Regions from separate parts of the Mus musculus genome. Here region 1 is linked to region 2. A link is a contact called in public Hi-C data. All regions are on one chromosome and are shown on one strand. Each heading gives the region's core, a stretch centred on a gene start, on an enhancer-like site or on the middle of the called end of the contact. The rest is flanking DNA. Distances are from core to core; before and after follow the strand shown.

Region 1 (6,390 bases), core at 727-3,226, 1.1 Mb before region 2:
TAATTTATAAATACTGTTAAGAGTGTTCACATAATATCGAATGGAACTTTTTCTTTTTCTTTTGTTTTTTACTTATTTGCACTCTGAACCTACCTTTACCAGTAATTGTTTAAGCAAAACATAAGTTCTGGAAAAGAAGCCTTGTTTCCCTACTTTGAAAGGTAGGTGGTGCTATGAGTTAATATATTGTCATCCAAATAGAGAAACTGCATGGCTTTCGGTCTCAGCTTTCAAAGACATTCTGTTCTCATGACAAGGTTGTGTCATGATGGACGCGGGCTCCCTTCGCAAAGTGAAGAAATGAACTTATGCAGATTAAAAATTACACTTGAAACAAGTGCTATGAATGGGAAGCACTGGATTTTTAGAAGGGAGTAACAATACAGAAAGACTTTAAAATTAATCTGGCCATGATTCCAAGTGGGTTACAACAAAGGATGTGGGGCAGCAGGAAACAGCTGCAGGGTTTATACTAACTGAAGTATGACTGACTCTGGATCGCCATTACCTCAGGGCTTTTAATGAAGAAGGACAAGGAAGTGTGTCCTCCATGCCAGGCTGCTGTATGTGTGTTGTGAATGCAAGGTAGGCGTGTGCTTTCGAGACAGCGCCATAAGATGAGTGGAATTCCCTCCAGGACAGTTTCTGGAGGCTCACTATTGCCACTTGAAGAGGAGTGAGGTGCTTATATGTGATACAGCAAGTAGCATGGTTTCAGGACACATCTAAACTTGTAAATAAAAGAGTGATCGTCTCATAAAGACATTTTGAATAGTTCTGCATGGTTATTTGCCTTTCTGGCATCTGCATTGGTTTTGGAAGGAGGCAATTGGAACAAAGTAGTTTATCTTCTAAGTTATAGAACAATGAGGAGCCTCTTTAATTAAAAATAGTTTAGATAAACATATTTGGTGCCCACAGAGGCCAGAAAAGGCCATTGGATTGCCTGGAACTGGAGTTTCGGGCACTTGTGAGCAGCCATGTGAGTGCTGAGAACTGATCTTGGGACCTTTGCAAGAGCAGCTAACCACTGAACCATTTCTTAAGCACCCTTAATTGAAATTTGCTAAAGTCGTTTGCAGATGAACTTTGGAAAGTTACTGTTAGTTTGTGTCTTTGATCATATAGTTTATTTTCACAAATTAGAAGTCACTTCCCTGATTTTCCAACTCTGAGCCACCTTTTTCTTTCTGAGAAAGTGAGTATTGTCAATGCTCCTTGATTTAAACTATACCACCAAGGACATAAGTTTAAGGGAAATATAGGTTTCTGTTAAAAGTTGAGAGAACATTAGGACGATCAGTCAAGATTTTCTCATCTAAATGTATTTAAATTTTTTTCTTTATGAGATTCATAGTTATTCTTGTCACAGACAAGTAGATCTTTAAAGATTTGTCTGTTGTGGCCAAATGAGATACACATTAGTCAAGCCTTTATAAAGCATAAACTGGACACAAGGTTAAGTTTTTATGTGTATGTTACACTTAAACTTTGTATAGGGTCTCAATGTATGTAGCCCTGGTTATCCAGGAACTCCCTTTGTAGACCAGGCAGACCTCAAACTCAGATCTACCTACCTCTGCCTCCCTAGTGCTGGGATTAAAGGTGTGCACCACCACCTCTTGGCCCCACTTACTTTCTATCCGTGGCCCCTCAGTCCGCTTGGCAGAGAATACTACTTATCAGGAAGCTACAGGATAGAGCTTGGTAGATGATCACCCCTCCCAGTGCCTTAGCTTCTGCTCTGTGGGAACATCCTTTTCTAAGAATTCATTTAATCTGCATGCTTGCTCATCAGGAGGAGTATTTTCTGCCTAGTGTCAGCCTAGTTTAAAATTACTAGGCTTTTGGCAGTAAGCTTATCCTGTGTCTTAATAATTCTTATCTATGGAGGAGGGGAAAGATCCTCTGTGTGGCAACTGCTTATCTTACATCATCTCTTCAGTTCTGTGTGGGAGGTGTATCTTGCTTTATAGCAGCCCTCCTTTATAGTCTTAGATAACGTGTACAGACTCAGAGACTACATGAACTGAGCTAAGCTCTAAGAGCTGCATCTGGGATTGAGCCTATATCCATGTGGTACAAAGCTTTAACAACATTACACACAACATTCTCAGGTGGACATTGGCTGAGCTCGTTCTACTGAAGTTCTTCAGCGATGTCACTTCATGTACAGTGAGACCTATAAAAAGTTTAAGTACAACATACAAATAAAAACATGTACACTTGGCTCGTATTTTCTTTGTAGTTCCTTTCTGTGTCCTGGTTAGATTGCACATGAGGTACTGAGGGATTTTTGGTTTGTTTCCATTAAAAATACATCTGTGAAGTACTAAAATCAAGAGTCATGACTTACATATAACTCCCAGTGACAGCCTTAATAAAACTGAAGCGTAAAACATTTAAGGAGGTAGTTCTTAATCTTCCTAATGCTGCGACATTTTATTAGGTTGTGACCAACCCCCAACCATGAAGTTACTTCATTGCTATTTAATAACTTTACTCCTGCTACTGTTATGAATCATAATATAAATATCTGATATGCATGATATCTGAATTGTGATCCCCAAAGGATCTATGACCCACAGTTTGAGAACCATTGATTTAGGGCTTGGTGCCTCTAGGAATAAAATATATCGATAAGCCGATGGTACTTGTGTGTGGTCCCAGCTGCAGAGGAACAGATGCGGGAAGATCACTGGAGTGCACATATTAGAGACCATCCTGGACAACAAGAGGAGAGTAACAGCAAACAAACTCATCCAGACAGAATAGCATGCAGCATTCGGGAAGAGGTGGCAAGAGGATCATGACTTGCAGGCCAATCTGGGTCTCACAGTAGGTACCATCCTGTTCTGTCTCCAGAAGGAAAAGTAATTAAAACATAAATTTAATAAAGAGCATTTTAGTTTTGAATTCTGCTCCATGTTCAGAACTCAAAAATAGTTACCTTAGTTTCAATCCCAGTTGCTCCTGTCTTCTATATGAATAACTACATTAGCCTCCAATCTTAGTCAAGGGCTAATAGCAGATTACAGAGTTCATTGACTTACCCAGACCAGATATATGCATAGCCACCAAATAAGTAAGCAGTCCTCCAGGACACAGGTGAGGGCAGGAGGCCTGGAGCACATGGTGTGTGTATTGGGCAGAGCATTAGTGGGTGATTACCAGGCCAAGTGAGGGTTGCCTTCCAGGGCTTTGCAGAACCAGCATCACTTTCTCTACTAATGAGTCATGCAGCAGCTGGACTCTGCAGTCATCTTGCTGTCTTCCATTGAAGTTTAGCCTCATGTTTATTGTAAAGGAGAAATGACAGATAAGACACTTGAGATTTGTAAAGCAGGCAGAAGAATTTAAGGGTAAATTTAAGGCTGAGTGACTGGTGGTGATGCAGAGAAGTGAAATGTCATTAATTTGAAGTAAGACATAATGGTAAAATGTTTGCGGATCTATCCCATTGTAGATGTGATGATTTTGTCAACTTGAAATGGTTTAGAATTATCTGGGAAGGGAGTCTCAATGAGGGACTCAGCTCCGTGGATATGCCTCATTTCTGTAGTTGGTTCACTGAGGTGGAAAGACCCCACTCTAACCCAACCTTTCATAAGCTAGGTCTTAAACTGAATGAAAAAGAGCAAACTGACCACTAGCATGCATTAGTTTCTCGCACTGTGCCCTTGACTGTGGGTGTCACCTGTTATGGTTTGAAGAAGAGTGGCCCCACAGGCTAATATATTTGAATGCTTTGTCACCGGGGAGTGGAACTCTTCGATAGAACTAGGATTAGGAAATGTGGCTTTGTTGTCACTGGGAATGGCTTTTAAGGTTTCAAAAGTCTGTGCCAGGCTCAGCATCATAGTCTCTCTGCCTATAGATCAGGATATAGCACTCAGCTATTGCTCCGTGGCTGCCTGTTGCATGCCAACTACTTCCACCATTGATGATAATGGACTAAACCTCTAAAACTGTAAGCAAGCCCCCAGTTGAATGCTTTCCATCATAAGAGTTGACTTGGCCATGGTGTCTCTTCTTAGCAACAGAACACTGACTAAGACATCGTATGACCAGTCTTTCCGAGTCCCTTCTGATGCATCATCCCTGCAATGCTGGATATAACCTGGGATCCGTGAACCAAGTAACACTTTCCTTCCTTAAATCATTTTGGTCACAATAGTTTATTTTAGCAACAAGAAAAGAATAAGACAGCCTACTAATGGGGGAATAACAAATAAATGTCATTTGTTTCAACATAGTAAATGACCTGACATTTGTCAAATGATAAGTATAATGTGGATGTTAAAAGACATTCTTCATTCAGCATTTGTGAACATCTTTGTGTCTAGCCGAAGCCCTTAACTGAGGTCAACTTAAATAGCAAGCAGTATTTATGGAGACAATTTAGCAAGTTCTGTAATCAGAGCGCTGTGCAAGGAAGGAGGAGATTTTATAGGGGAGGTGACACTTGAGGCAGGTTATTTAATTACTAGTTACAATAACCCCCCATCCCACACTTTTCTTGTTTCTTTAATTTTAGTAACCAAATATACCAGTTTGTTTTCCAAGACCTTGTCTTGTACCTGTTCAATAACTTAAATTCCAGGGTCAAAATGTTTTATGCCATACAATTACAATGAAAATATTCTTGGCCAGGTCAGAAGCCTAAAGAAAGGTGGATTCATTTAGGAATAAGCATTCCTCCTTCTTGATTTAATTGAAATTCGTTTTACTTTCTCTATTGTCCTACCTCTTCTCTAACCTCTAAATTGATTAGGGAAATATATATATCCTAGCCCTAGCCTAACCTGTCTTAGTCAGGGTTTCTATTCCTGCACAAACATCATGACCAAGAAACAAGTTGGGGAGGAAAGGGTTTATTCAACTTACACTTCCATACTGCTGCTCATCAGCAAGGAAGTCAGGACTGGAACTCAAGCAGGTCAGGAAGCAGGAGCTGATGCAGAGGCCATGGAGGGATGTTCTTTACTGGCTTGCCTCTCCTGGCTTGCTCAGCCTGCTCTCTTATAGAAGCAAGACTGCCAGCCCAGGGATGGCACCACCCACAAGGGGCCTTTCCCCCTTGATCACTAATTGAGAAAATGCCTTAGAGTTGGATCTCATGGAGGCATTTCCTCAACTGAAGCTGCTTTCTCTGTGATAACTCCAGCTGTGTCAAGTTGACACAAAACTAGCCAGTACATAACCCTAATTAATATATATATTGTTAATATATATATTAATATATATATATTATTCTATTATTTTTTCTCAAGAAACAATCTGTTAAACTTTTGTAATTTTTTCTTTGCTTTTGTGTGTTTGTCTGTTTGGTTTAGGGGTGTGTGATTATTTTTTTGAGACCAACTCACTAAGTAGCCCAGTCTATCTTCCTCCTCCTGGGTTCTGGGGTTACAGTAACACCCCAGCTTACATTTGTTTTTAAGCAGTCATAATTACTGGGTTTTCATCTCTGAGCAAATCTGTCTAAGCAAGTGAAAATTAAGGTTTGGGGGTTTTTGTTTGTTTGTTTTTCTTTTTTTACATTTATTTTTTCATTCAGGAGATGGGGCACATGCAAGCCATGGCACTTGTATGGAGGTCATAGGGCAACTTTGAGAAGTCAGTTCTCTCCTCCCACCATGTGGGGCCCGGGGATGAAACTCAGTCTTAATGCTGATTGACTCTGCCTGCTGAGCCACAAGCTCTCAAGTTTTAGTTTGAGCCTTGGCTACCCTTTATGTTCTTTAATGCTAAATGTTACGTTGGGGTGGTGTCAGAATGAGCTCTTGCCGTGTGGAGGCCAAGTTTATACACTTTGCTCAGGTTAACATAGTTACATCTTGCAAGATGACTGCACTTCATCATGAAGTGAGCATGTTATTCATGGGTGCTTCACTGTGACACCAGATCGTTAGTCATATCATAGGAATGTACTTATTGAATAGTAACACACGTACCATGATGCTTTCTGGGCTTTTATGGTTTGCTACAACTTCAGAAGCTTGAGGACAGATTTTAAGTTGTAGGGGTGTGACTGTTTCTGAAAGCAAGATGCAGTCCTTTCAAACAGTGTAGCTTTAGCACCCCACCCCCTGTTTTTCCAGAGACAGACTAAGTCATCGTCACTGTGGGCTGGAGATGCATGAGCCTATGGACTGGGAAAAGCAGAAACTCAGTATTGGGAGTGAGGGTGACATGGCTTTGGAATACTACTTTTCTTATTTCCCAAGTGACTCATCACAGCTTTAGGAAATGCTGAGTGGGATAGTTTTCTAAAAGTCAAGTGCCATTTGGGGGAATTTCAGGAGTTTTTGTGTCCCAAGTATTTAGCTCTATGATTTTTTATTTTTTAGCTCTCTTTTGCTTAGTTCTCCTTAAGTAGAATCAGAT
Region 2 (6,174 bases), core at 2,240-4,739:
CCTTGGAACTGACAGAGGCAGGGGAGTGAAGCGGTGGGAAGCAACGATATTGGGAGCCAGAGGCTGATGGATGTCTTTGTGCTGTGACAGCATGGGGACATAGATAAAGAAGAATGGGCCAAGCAGAGTATATTAGGAGATAGAGGACCATTGGGGTGTGCTCATGCATTAAACAGAGTTGAGGGTAAGGCTGTGGCAGGGAAGGAGGTGGCAGGAAGCTGTTCTGCACTTACTAGGAAAAAAGCGGAGGCTGTAGTTTACTAAGATAAAGAAGCCTGGCTTGTGGGTGGCAGTGTGGGCAGGGGCCAGGGACACAGTCCCACCTAAGATGCTACCCTAGCAATTCGGTCTTGTACTCAGACAATGCTAGGATTCTTGCCTTAGCCCCGGAAAAGAATCTCAGGATGAGCCGACGTGAGGTGGAGCTGGATTTTACTAGGAAGCTGTTTCACAGGGGTTTATATATAGGGGTGATTAAAAAGAGGAACGCGCGTGCGGGGGTGGACAGACTCAAGTGTGAGTGTGAGCCTCTCAAGGGAGAGTCACACACAAATGTCTTATCACTTAGATCGTTTGGGTAGCTCTCAGTTACACCACAAAGGGCTGCTGAGAATGCCTCTCCCCCGTTGATTGGGCCGTGGTAGTGCACGCCTTTAATCCAGCACTCAGGAGGCAGAGGAAGGTGGATCTCTATGTTCGAGGCCAGCCTGGTCTACAGAGTGAGTTCCAGGACAACCAGGGCTACACAGAGAAACCCTGTCTCGAGAAAACAACAACAACAACAACAACAACAACAACAAAGAAGAACCCTCCCCCACGCTGTTTCTTCCTATTTAATCCATGAGATTATAGGGCTGCTCTAGAGGTCCCTTGGAAAGAACCGTAGTCTGTTTAGAAACCATGGGTCACAAGGGCTGCACAGAGGGGCCTGATATGCCTTTTATGGTAAGTGGAGATTCTTGTGATATTCCTAAAAAAAAACCCTGCAAGTTCTCCTATAGGAAAGGAATAGGGCCATCCAAGGTCAGTAGATCTTAAGTATGATTTATCGATGTTTTAACATTCTCATTTGAGATGCCTTCATATAAAAGGAATATTGTCTCTACATAGACAATCTTTAATTATCCTGGAGTTCTTAACCGTCAGCTGCTGTGAAACTCCAACAGGACTCCTGGCTGAGCCTCTGTTCCCTTCCTCTTCTGCTCACAAGTCTGTCCTGCTTCAGGCTGACTGGAAAGGCTGAATTTGGGGAGAAAAAGCAGGCAGCCCCATTAGAGGCCGGTCCAGGATTCCAGGTGAGAAAAGGATTCCTGGGATGGTGACAGGGAAACAGATGCCCTCCTAAGCAATGACAAGGGCACTGGGGGCCGGGGTTAGAGTTCAGCAGTAGACCACCTGTCAAACATGCAAGGCCCTGGGTTCAATCCCCAGCTTGAGAAAAAGAAAACAGACAGTTTGAAACTGCTTTTTAACCTCTCCCAAATGTTCTAGATTCCCATCTGTGAGGTGCTAAGCAGCCAGACAGAAGGAGGAGTTCTTTTGGGAGGACACCGAAGTGAGGCAGCCATATGGAGGGTGGAGGGGAGGCGAGTGATGGAGAAAACGGGGTCGAAAGAGACCAGGCTGAGCCTCAGCAATGCTGGGTCCTCCGCAGCTCGCTGACACAGTGAGGAAGGTCCGGGTGCCATCTGTGCTAGGGAAATGGTATCCTGGGAAACAGATGGCTGGACAAGCACACCCTCTGACTGACCAGAGCCCTACAGTCAGGTTGACCTTCCTGGGAGGTTTAGGATGGAGTGTTCTAAGAGGCTGTGGGCACAACAGTTGTAGTCCTTGTCATCACGACGTCCCCCTGTTGCTAGATCAAGAATGCTCTGGTTTCTTGCTTTTGGCTGCACTGTTCTAATGCCCCTCCCCCACCCCATTCTGCTTCTCAGGTTAGAAAAGGCCAGGAGCTAGTGAACACTGGGGATAGTTGCTTAGTCAACCTTTGGCACATTCAGGACATTCATTCATTCATTCATTCTCAGTCATTCATGCTCGCATGCATTCCAGTGAGTACTGACTGAGCATCTATAACTGCAGACACTGTCTTAGCTGCTAGGGACAAAATAATTAGCAAAACCTAGACTCTGTGCTTAAGGAAAGGCACATCAAGAGGACAGGTCACCACACCCTCAGAGGAAGCTGAGGCAGGAGAATCATGAATTTGAAGCTGGCCTGAACTATATAGCAAGACACTTTCTGACACAGTAAGAGAACAAGAGAAAAAAAATACATAATATGAGAAGTAGGGGGGACTCCATTCTTGGTAGCCAGACCCGTCCATGCCTGTTACCAACAACTTCTATTCCCTCCATCCTCAGAACTCTACCCTGTTAATTCAGATTTAAGTCAATTTCTTCAATTTTGTTCCAAAAGCTTAAAATGTAGGTGGAAAGCTGGTTATGAAGGACATTGAGTATCAATTCTGAGTTTAGCCTTCATTCTGGGGCATTAAGGAGCCATTAAGAATTTGGGGCAGGGGAATGCCATTAGACTCTAGTCAGACAGTGGGAGCAGCAGGAAGAAGGAGGAGGAGGGGGAGGAGGGGGAGGAGGGGGAGGAGGAGGAGGAGGAGGAGAAGGAGGAGAAGGAGGAGGAGGAGAAGGAGGAGAAGGAGGAGGAGGAGGAGAAGGAGGAGGAGGAGGAGAAGGAGGAGGAGGAGGAGAAGGAGGAGGAGGAGGAGGAGGACGGGGAGGAGGAAGGAGGAAGGAGGAGGAGGAGGAGGAGGAGGAGGAGGAGGAGGAGAAAACAGAAATAGGAGAAAGCTGTTGAGCCCGAAGCAAGGAAGTCCAGAAAGTTACCTGGGCTCCTCACCAGCCATGGGGGTGGGGGTCAGAACACAGCAAACCCCCTTCACACCAGAACTGGGGCATTCTGCACAGGGCCTTACCTAGAAGAGGCAGCACGCAGAGCAGACATGTACCCGCCATGGATGGGCACCCTCCCCGACTCAGATACCTTCATACATAATTAACCTCCTCCAAGCAGTGCTGTCAGGAAGAGTTAAGCTTAATCTCTTTCTTATACAGATGAAGAAATCGAGATTTAGTTCAAGCAGCCCTAGACCTGCATCCTGCCTCCACTATCCACCCATGGTACAGAAAGTTCTCTGCTGGCTGAATCCTGGACCTGTGGTTGCCGCGCACAAACCTTGTTTGGCGAAGCTGTGTCTGGCCGGTCCAAAGGTACAGATTCTTGGATTTACTAGCCTGTGGCAGATGCATCGGGGCATTAGGGGAAAAGTCCTGAAAGGGGTCCCTGGGAGTCTGTCCCTGCTACCACTTCTCCTTCTTCCAACCTTTGCTGCCCTGAGGAGATAACGAGATAACAGGCCTGGATCTGAGGGCCTCTTTTACAGGTAGCCTCTCCCTAGCCCGGGCTCTGGGAGAGGTCTGCTGCCACCTCACCTTTCCCGGTCTTTGTTTTCATTACTAAGACAGATGAGATCGAGAGAACAAGTGCGCCATCTGCTGGGCTTATCATGCAAGTTCCAGCTGCAGCTAGCCGAGCAGCAGGCGGCGATTGCCTTCCTGTTTGGATTTTAGGCCTTATAGTTAGTTTTTTTGAGTCACCTCAGAAGATAGTAAGACCTCGTGACCAGTGACATCTTTTATGAAATGAATCCCAGAGACAGGCTATCACTTTATAGCTGGAAACTCGGTACCGACAGGAACTGCCCATCATCCGGGTACTCAGGCTGTGGGACGAGGCTGGAGAAAGGCAGGCATTCGGCAGGACCACAGAAACAATGGGGAAGATCAGGCAGAGGGAGAAAGCCCACTCGGGCCTTTCCCAAGCATTCAGGGCCTGCAAACTCTCTCTGTGGAGATTAGGGTCCTCTGGCACCATCCCTGTACTACTGCCGTTAGCAATTTTTTTTCTTTTCTCAAAACTGCTTTAAAAAGAGGTGGGGGGAATTAAACCATAGAAATGTGAGCACCAAAGAAGATCGGATTGTATAAAGGTCATCAGTATGCAGTTAAGAATGTTCAGGAGCCAGGCGTGGTGACGCACGCATTTAATCCCAGCCCTCCGGAGGCAGAGGCGGGCGGATTTCTGAGTTCCGGGCCAGCCTGGTCTACAGAGTGAGTTCCAGGACAGCCAGAGAAACCCTGTCTCGAAAAACAAAACAAAACAAAACAAACAAACAAACAAACAAAAAACCAAAAACCAAAAAACAAACCAACCAAACAAAAAGAATGTTCAGGAATTATCAGGATTGGAAGTCGGTGGATACAGGCTGAAAACAGGTTAATGGCTTGAAAACCTTCAAAGTTCTAGACGGCCAATAGCTTCTAGATTAGAGCATAAGGGGTTGGAGAGGTCACTCAGTGGTTAAGAGCACAGGCTGCTCTTCCAGAGGACCTGGGTTTAATTCCCAGCAACCACATGGCAGCTCACAACTGTCTGTAACTCCAGTTCCAAAGAATCTGACACCCTCACACAGACATGCATGAAGACAAAGCACCAATGTACATAAAACTAAGTCCATCATTTTAAAACACACACACACACACACACACACAGAGCTATCCTCCTGGTAGTTAAAGAGAGTTCCAGGACAGCCAAGATTATACAGAGAAACCCTGTCTTGAAAATCCAAAACAAACAAACAAACAAAATTAAACAGAAACAAAAGAAACGAATGTAAAAGGAATGATAACTAATAAGAGTTCCTTGCTTGTGGTAACATTCTCACCACACTGGACTCACATCTTGGAAGTTTGTGAACAGCAGGCCAGAGAGCTTGACTAGCAGTGCCTGGGCAGGGGGCCTGTGTGTGTGCAGAGACCTCACTGAGTGGCTCACTCGGGTGTCCATTTGTCTTCACACTGAAAATCATCAGAAACGGAAGGCAAAGGACAACGATCAGGATCCACAGAGGCAGCCGGCAGGGCTGATCTAGGAGGGTTGGAAGTCACCACACTCAAGGCAAACTTAGGTCACCTGTGGGAAATCACAAACTTTCTTCCGCTACTGAATCGGCAGCGTTGGGGAGATGGCTCAGATAGTAAAGGACCTGGTTTTAGATCCCCAGAATTCAAGTAAAGAAGCTGGGGTGGTGGCACATGCTTGTGATCCCAGAGCTGGGAAGAGAGAAGAAGATGCCTGAAACTCACTGGCCCATCTGCCTTGCATGTTCAAGGATGATCCAAGACCGCGTCTCGGAAAACGAGCTGGATAGTTCCTGAGGAAGCTCCAGCCTCCACATGCACATACACACTCCAACACAGCCTCATCCAGCGGCATGGGCAGACACAGGAAGAGGCACGGGGTTGGCTCAATGCCCTGATCTCCTTTTTCAACCTCTGGGGTCTGGGTGGTTTGAAGCAGCTCGTGAGCTCTGGGTGCCTCACTGTCAAAGCCCAGGGGCTCTGTTGATCCTGGCAGGGAAAGGCAGCCTGGCTTTCTGGAGTGAGGCACATCTACAGGCTCAGAGACAGATACATTGATCAGGACTAAGCTGCTCGCCTCTGTGCTGTGCAAGTGGAATGTGGTGGCCAGCCAGGAGCACTGTCACCCCAGAGATTGATTGTCACCCTTTGATGGACAGAGTCTACATCCCAAATATTCCCACACCCTGGGGAAGGGACCAGAAAATCACCAAGCAAGAACCTCCTTAGAGATCAGTGGGGGAGAGGTTCTTCGGAAATCGTATTGACCCAACCCGAAATATAGTACCAGAAAACAAGTCTATTCTTGCAAACAAAGCAAACAACAGCAACACAATCAAGTCCCTTATACAAGCAGATTATGCAAGGGCACCAGACGTATGCAGACTTTTCCAGGTTAAGTTCAGTGTGACCTCACACCAGTGTCATTGCATTCAAATACAATATCCAATCTCCCAGACACCCATAAAGCTCCTTGTATTGAGTTCTTTGTGAATGGCAATGGGTGGTAGGAACCTGAGAAACAGGAATGTAGGGTCTCAGCAGGTTAAAGGAGTGGGAAGGAAAAAGGGATGAATTCTAGTCAAAGCTGAATCCTACTTGAGAACAGCAAGGGGCTGTCAACACAAAGTAGTGGGCTGGGGTTGAGGTCCATGACCTGCTGGGGAATGAAAATTATGAAATAGTCTGTCTCTACAGACAGGATCAATAGTCTCTCTCTCTCTAGATGTGACCC

The links. A called contact is a pair of places that touch in the nucleus more often than the background predicts.
Region 1: a Hi-C map of rod photoreceptor shows a contact between it and region 2, with 5 times the contacts expected there. The contact joins two enhancer-like sites. A contact is called at or near these places in 2 of 15 datasets of contacts at CTCF or cohesin (large pre-B cells and pro-B cells), 15 of 484 Hi-C or Micro-C datasets (3T3-L1-derived adipocytes, the HPC-7 cell line, cerebral cortex and 8 more) and 1 of 115 datasets of contacts at active chromatin or transcription factors (astrocytes).

Annotation. Positions count from the first base shown.
Region 1 is chr2:103,013,092-103,019,481 of GRCm38.p6, reverse strand. No RefSeq gene overlaps it. Among named protein-coding and RNA genes, the nearest start is that of Pdhx, 57 kb to the left of the region's middle. Within about 2 kb of position 1,976, at least 18 of the 459 cell types and tissues checked have an H3K27ac peak or open chromatin away from gene starts, as enhancers often do. A contact at or near this core is called in the HPC-7 cell line and rod photoreceptor, where this site is marked.
Region 2 is chr2:101,903,301-101,909,474 of GRCm38.p6, reverse strand. No RefSeq gene overlaps it. Among named protein-coding and RNA genes, the nearest start is that of Commd9, 20 kb to the right of the region's middle. Within about 2 kb of position 3,489, at least 70 of the 459 cell types and tissues checked have an H3K27ac peak or open chromatin away from gene starts, as enhancers often do. A contact at or near this core is called in the HPC-7 cell line and rod photoreceptor, where this site is marked.